2 separate regions of the Capsicum annuum genome follow, and region 1 is linked to region 2. Evidence: chromatin contacts called from public Hi-C data. All regions are on one chromosome and are shown on one strand. Each heading gives the region's core, a stretch centred on a gene start, on an enhancer-like site or on the middle of the called end of the contact. The rest is flanking DNA. Distances are from core to core; before and after follow the strand shown. Region 1 holds the start of LOC107857536 (1-aminocyclopropane-1-carboxylate oxidase). Region 2 holds the start of LOC107857534 (autophagy protein 5).

The links. Hi-C and Micro-C count contacts between places; a contact is called where the count stands out from the background.
Region 1: a contact with region 2 is called in a Hi-C map of leaf, with 2.9 times the contacts expected there. The contact joins the promoter of LOC107857536 here to the promoter of LOC107857534 in region 2. A contact is called at or near these places in 2 of 5 Hi-C or Micro-C datasets (leaf and placenta).

The regions. Positions count from the first base shown.
Region 1 is chr2:66,576,917-66,580,536 of UCD10Xv1.1, reverse strand. LOC107857536 (1-aminocyclopropane-1-carboxylate oxidase) reads right to left here and starts at 1,571. Exons shown (of 4, transcript XM_016702327.2): 1 at 1,302-1,571; 2 at 860-1,086. The coding sequence starts at 1,406.
Region 2 is chr2:65,917,619-65,921,735 of UCD10Xv1.1, reverse strand. It overlaps LOC107857534 (autophagy protein 5), which reads left to right and starts at 2,352. Exons shown (of 9, transcript XM_047406312.1): 1 at 2,352-2,649. The coding sequence starts at 2,524.

The DNA of each region.
Region 1 (3,620 bases), core at 322-2,821, 660 kb before region 2:
CTTTTTAGTCCGTTTAAAAAAGATTGACCTTTTTTTTTTTACAATACTTTAATTTCAACTTTCCACATAGCATATTTAGGACCACAGGATTAAAGGAGATTTTGGTACATTTGACACAACTTTAATTTAAGGCCATAAAGTTCAAAAGTTTCTTTATTTTCTTAAATTTTGTGCCAAGTCAAAGTAGGTCATTCCTTTTTAAACAGAGAGAGTACTATTTTTATAGGTACATGCGCATAGCGAGAGCTTAGTGCACCGGGCTACCCTGTTTATTTTATATGTACATGTAATTTGAGCCGATAGTAATATGTTCAGTGCAATTTGCAAACTCCGTCCTTGATCTGCCTGTGGTGGACAAAATGCAGAGCCTGAATTTTGAGTTAATGGGTTCTGAATTTTAAAAAAGGCAGCTTACTGAATTTCGAATAACTTAAGGACGGTTTGGTACACTAAAGCTCCTGCTATGCGCATCGTGCGGAGAAAGGATGGATCACTATTTTCGAAGAAATTATTTATACATGATTAAGTAAAAAGCTTAACACATAAACAAGGTTTTTATCAAAACTATTGGGCCCGTATTTTATTCTCTAGCTCTGCCCTGGTGGTAGAAGCAGATCCAAAGGAGAAAAGTTACCCTTATATATGGCTAAGGAATGTGGTTATTAAGCATAAGATATACTTGTGGTCCGAGATATACAGGTTAAATTAGATAGACAAAGTTGACCTGAAAAATCCCAGATAGTTGGAGCACAGTTTCTTTCTTCTTCTTTTTTTGGTAGAGGAGCACAGTTTCTTTTTATGACAAAAACTAAATATTAAGCAATTAATATAAAGAACAAAAGATGGAGATCCCTTAGACCTGTAATCATCTTCAAGATCAGGAACTTCTGAGATGTTTGAAACAGGAAGATGTTTCAAGAAGAAAGTACTTTCCCAGTCCAAATCATTAATCTCAGTCTGAACAGCTTCAAGGCCTTTACTTGCCACCATTTCCTTGAATCCTTGTTCCATACACTTCTTATAATGCTCCTTTGTGAACCTCTCCACTGTGTCCAGAAGCTCATGAGAGATCCCATGATTTATCACCTTCATATATACACAAATATAGGAATAATAAGTATGTAAACTGGGAACGAGTTTAAGTTTTGTGCACTAATGGTATATAAAATATTTACACAATTGTAATATGAGAATAATTAATATCTGACAAAAATTGTAACTAGCAGCTATGTAAAATGTCATGGTACCAGTGCATAAAACATATCTTTTTAAAGATAACATATTTTAAACTTTAATGTTACCTCAAAGAAGCCCCAGTTCTCACAAGCATCTTTTATTTTCTCCAATGTTGCAGCCCTTTTTTCAGTGTTAAGCATCTCCATGTTAACAACTGGGAAAGTCTCCATCTTGCAACTATCTTATTTCTCACTCACACTTCAAATGTTTTTTTTTTTTTTTGGGGTAGCTCTTAATTCCTGTGCAGGATGGAGTTAAATAGGTATTTGAAGGGGTATTTATAAGACTTTTGAGAAGGGAAATAATAAAACAGAATAAATAAATAAATAAGTAATTTAACGATTTTTTTAAAAAGGAATACAAGTAATAAACAATGAAATCTAGGAAGTGAAGGAAGTGGGAACAGGACTCGTGGGGGATGCATGTGTGTACATCGTGCTAGGACCTACCAATTTTGGCTGAATCTTGATAATGTCTTCTTCTCATTTGTCTGTCCTCTCTTCTCGTGGGGTTGGTCCCTAATTAGTGCAATACTACTAGTCTACTATTACCTCTCTTTTCTTGAATTTTGACCGATGTTTGGTCTTGTGTTTTTTTTGTGAGGGTAAACTTTATAAGAAAAGTATTAATTTACATGGCTAGTGTTTTTTAAAAGACAAAAAATGAGTGCATTTATTTCTGAAAGAAGGATCACATGATTGCTCTTTTGCTTAATTTCTTCGAGTACTTTAGTAAGTTTAGAGCACTGCACTGAAGAATGTGAATTAGTGGTTAATAAAATATAGGAAAATGGGTCAAATTAACTTTTCAATTTTAAAAAAAGATTAAATATATTATAGGTTTAAATTTACTCTTGTCATCATATTTTGGAGCTAAATTTATCTTTGATATCATATTTTAGGTCAAATTTATCCTCGTTTTAAAGAAATTTTTCACATGTACCTTTTTTTTAATAGAAAAATCCAAATCAACGTTAAATGACTCATTTTTTTAAAATAAAACACATCCTAATTTAATCCGTCCGATCCAACCCACAAAAAATACACAAATAAATATAACTCTCTCTCAGTTCTGTTGGTCAAAATTTTTCAATAAACAAATGTAATTTTCTTTTAACGTGCAACACTAGTATATTATTTATAGATGAACAAAAACTAAAATGGAATGGAATAACATAGAACCATTGGAGTAGAGAAAATGTCTATTACAAATTTTGTTCTGATTCTAGTTATATTCGAATTTTTAAATTATCTAGATTTTAGAATCAGTGGATAAGTTTTCTTAGTAAATGACATAATGAAAATTTTGTGGAGATTCAAATTGTATATATAAAGACAGAAGAATGAAGAGATGTCACAATTGACATACAACGAGACTTCTTAACTCAATCATCCAGAAAAACATTCAGTGGGTCTAATCTGTTGTATTTGACTGCCGCTATTTTTCATGAGATTTGCATTGATACAGATTCATAAACTAAGGGAGGGATATATTTGTTTGCATTTGCACTGATGCAAATCCATTTTTCATGAGCTATGCATTAATAAATATCAAGTGGATTAATTTCGTTGAAAAAATTTGATCAATAGAACTGAGGGGGTATATTTGTATGTGTTTTTTTCTTGCTCAGGTCGGGTCGAACGAGTTAGATTAGAGCGTATTTTATTTTTAAAAAATGGAACATTTAACGCTGATTTGGATTTTTCTATTAAAGAAAGGGGTGCATGTTAAAATTTTCTTCACAATGAGGGTAAATTTGACCTCAAAGTATGAAGAAGTATATATTTAGCCAGTTTTTTAAAGTAGAGAGGTAAATTTAGCCCCAAAGTATGACAGATAGGATAAATTTAATTTCAAAATATAATAACGGGTATATTAATATATTTAGACTTTTTTTTTTTTTTGAAATAAAGGAGTAAATTTAATCATTTTTCCTAAAATATATAAGAAGTCTTAAGATATTTGAGTTTGAATCTTAGTTGTCTGCTATTGAAACAAAGTAAGATGCACTTCAACGATATTAGGTGTGCATAAATTCGTCGGACATCTGAATTGTAGAAAAGAAAGGGGAAAGGTATTGAGCTCAAAATTAAGAAGGCGTCATTCGGAAACTTATAATTTATAAATCAAAACAAATATGAAAAAGAATTAGTATTTTTTTTCTTTGAGGAAAAGCAAAAGTAATAGTAATTATCTTATTACTTTTATTATCCTTACAAGAAAAATAACACTTGAATTTAGTAAGAAAATGACAACAAAAACTCTAAGATAAGGTTCAAATTTTGCTCATGCATTGTTCAAAAATTTAAGATCTCAACTTTTTACAATAAACTTGTTCTTAGATTTTAATTCTGCTAAGGGTCGAGCGCAAAATTAAAACTCTT
Region 2 (4,117 bases), core at 1,103-3,602:
TCTTGTTTGGAATGTGATTGAACTCTGGATTGTCTTTTTTATCTTGTGGATATCAATACACCTTCAAGATTTGATTCCTCAAATCCTCGCTGATGACTGACTAGCTGCGGCCTCCAGAACCATCACTTAAAAAAACGAACATAGGAACATCTCATCTCAAGTAACTACTATGATGCCAAGTCAAACTACGTTCTGATCATAGTAAAAAGTATTTGATATTCTCGGGAAGAAGCTACATTAGAACAGTCAGGTTGCAACTACGTTTCAAAAGATGTTTCCACAAATTTGGAAAAGTTCACGAGTAATAACATGTATCATTTTCGAAAGTAATATCTTTTCAAATTTAAATAGATTTTACGATGTTAGGCTTCTAATGTAAGTTTTCTGTCAAAGAGAAAAGAACATAATTAAATATATTAGTGGATTAGCACATATCAACAATGCATAATATACAAATTATGAGAATAAGGACATTATAAATCTTTTTCAAGCAAAAAAGGAATATACTACTAAACTATGAGAATAAGGACATTACTTAATTAGTCGAATGACCATATATAGTTTAATAGTAATTGTTGTTTAATTTTATGTTAGTCAATATTAGCAATACATCAAACTTCATCTAAATCACTATTAAAAAGTTATAACAATGTACTTTGACGAATGAAGTTATTTGTTGTTCTTGCATGTATAATCTATGTCTCATCTATTACAGTGTAGAATACTATATGAAGAATATTATAATGAAGGAGCCTATTATAACTTCAAGCGATTGATATTGAAGAATCAAATTGTTCATAAATTCACTCTTATTAAAAAAACTTGATTCAGGTGTACACTAATGCAATAAAAAAGGAATGCTTCTAAAAAAGAGGAGAAGAGCAAAGTGTAGCAGAAGTCTACCAAATCAAACACGTTCTGCTCACAATGAAATCTTCAATAAACTACACTTTGATGCATATTTAGAATGTATCGTTTAAAGCTGAAACGAATTACCAATTTTCACAGAAAAGCCGAATTCATAGAGTATATGTGGAAGAGGAATTTCATCGAATACCTAATGTGCATAATAAGAGCTAAAACTGAACAAATCAATCATCCAAATCAAAAGCACATCAGGGATAAAGTAAGGATAATTAGAAGATTGAAGGAAAAAGTGAAGATGAGAAAAGGAGAATTACAAAAAAGGTACTTTAAAATTGCAACTACATTGTCAAAAAGTTGAATTGGGTTTGTATAAAACCCAATAATTATAAGGGCGAAGCTCACCGATGAAGGAAGAAATACAGCAAGATTGAAACTGAGATAAAGACTTGTGGTCTCATATGGAATTGTGTTCATCCATACACATACAACAGGTAGAGCATGAGTTTAACACATACAAATTCACTTAAAATGACTAATATCGCTTAGCGGCAAGCTGACAGGACAATGCTTTCCCTCTCATAATCTGATTTCCATTATTATACCTAAATAAAAGAACAAAAGTTCAAATCAAATGAAGTGCAGATGACTCATAAACTAATTGAAGAATCAAGAAGAAGAAGAAGAGCAATCAAATAGAAGCAAAGGCTAAGAACGAGCAAGTAGAATACGACCATTATACTACCGCAAGCTTACATAAGCAAGAATAATCGGGAAAAAATTAAAATAAAATCATGCGTGAAATGAAAATACAAAGATAAAAGAGAGCAACCTTGAAATGAAGAACAAAGTAGAATAATAATTTTTCAAGACCGGTGGAGAGAGGAAATATCTTTTTCTTTTGAAATGAGTGAGATGAAGGTTGAAGATGCTTATAGACTTCATAACTATGTGTAGTATTTGTATAAAGCCACTTATAAAACAAATTTTTTAAGATATTTAATGGACTCAATTTACTATTTTAACTTTACATATTGAGTTTAATTTTAGTTTAACCATTGGTGTCCCAATGCTCACATTAGAAATTAAACATATAAAGAGGTGAATAGGCATTTATTCTATAATTTTTTTTTTCTTATAAGCACAGCCTAATTTTTTGATATATTTTCCTCCCTCCGTTTCAAATTATGTGTCATTATTTTCTTTTTAATACGTCCTAAAATAAGTGTCGCTTTTTCTTATTTGATAACTTTTTAAAGACACAATTATCCTTTTATCCTTGTTGGTTCCACTTAATTAAAGAAAAAAAGATATTGACACATTTTTTGATAAAGCTTAATTTGATAAATTTTATCAAATTGTCCCTTATTTCTTAAATTCTTTGCTCGATCAAATCACGATATGTAAAATGAAACGGAGGAAGTACTATTTATGTGAAGTGAATTGGCCGAGTTAAAATATGGGCCCATCCAATTTGATATGAGCTAAACAGAGTAAGTTTGTCAAAATAAATATATAAAATAGTTGCAGAGGGTTCCAAATTCCAATTACTATTAAATTTTCTTTGCTTAACCATGACTTGACGGCAGCAGCGGTGATCATTTTGTGGAAGAGTCAAAGAAGGAGAATTGGTTGGAGAAGCTGGACTCTTTCAATACAATGGGAAGTAAAGGAGGAGTGGGAGGAAGTTCAGCACAGAAATATATATGGGAAGGAGCAATTCCTTTGCAGATTCACCTTCATGAATCCGAAGTCACTACTCTTCCTCCTCCCGCGCCTGCCCTGGTACGAATCGATTCTTTGAATCTATAATAATAATAATAATAATAATTATTATTATTATTTTTTTCTGAATGTTAAGATTCTCTGCTCTAAGTTTAAACAAGAATTATTGACCCCTTAAAATGATTGATTCACTACTAGCGTGTCCAGATAAGGGGTTAGCTGGGGTAAATGCGGAACCACTGTTGAACCCATTGGGGAAAAGGACCTGCCTTCACCTCCGACCTATATATTGTTATTAGGGGAAAAGAAAAGGAAGTCTCACATGGTTCGATGAAAAGCTCGTGGCATCTCCTAGAGTTAAAGATTTTAGGGTCTTCAATAAGGCATTATTGGGTATGGTTATGGAGATTCAGGTTAGAGGAACAATCTTTTTGGAGAGGGGTAACAGTAAACAAATATGGGGCTATGGAAAGAGGGTGGAGACTAAAGATGTGAATATGCCTTATGTGTGTGGTTTAGGGAGGAACACTATGGAAAGATGGGTAGAATTTAGTGGTAATGTATCAATTCAGGGTACGAGACAGGAGGAGATTGAGTTTTTTGGGGGGGTAAGGTGCGACAACATTTTAAAAGAGGATTTACCGAGCATTTATAGAGTATCATGTCAAAAGGAGCTGACTATCCAACAAATTTGGAGTAGACAGGGTGGTGAGACTTTTGGGACTTGGGGTTAAAGAGAAATTTTCATGATTGGAAAGATTGTTAGATTCTCTTCACAAACAAAGCATGGCATTTTCTTGTCATAATGCATGGAGGTGGGATTTGGGGAATTGCAGTATTTTTTCTAGTAAGTCTTTTTATGAAAAGTGATTAATCGGGAGGAGGCTGCCTTTCCTTATATTTCCTCTGTCCTAGTTTATGTGATGAGCCAGGACATCTTTGGCATATCCACCAGCAGCGCCTTTGGCATGATAGGCAGGCAGCATATCTTGATCCATACTCTTTTCCTTGTAGTCAGTTTTGGAAAGAATGATGCCTTCTTACATTTGGTGTCAATTTAATTTTAAACTTAACGTTGTACCCTAAAACAAATAATTTATGCCCACACAAGTATCTATAGCTTGTGTTAAACGACAAATTTCAAAAATCTTCGTTTCATTCTTACTAGTCAAACACCTTCACATAACTTGGGATGGAAGAAGTAGTTCAATTTGGATTCCGAAGGTTCTAAGGAAGGTGTGTTTCTTCACTTGGTTAGTAGCTAGAAGGGTGATCTTAACAGACAAGAATCTTAGGAAGCGGAACATCATTTATGTCAATTTGTGCTTCATGTGAAAGGAAGCGGGTGAAGATGATGATCATCTCCTTCGACATTGTCATTTTTCCTCGAGGTTATGGTGGGACATTTGCCAATGGGGTGCGGCATTAAAGCAGGAACATCTCTTCTAATCCCACAAATATAGCTCTTTTTGGAATTGAGCACATTTAGGTTCAGATAGGTTTTGCGTTCCTAATTCCAGTCGACCAT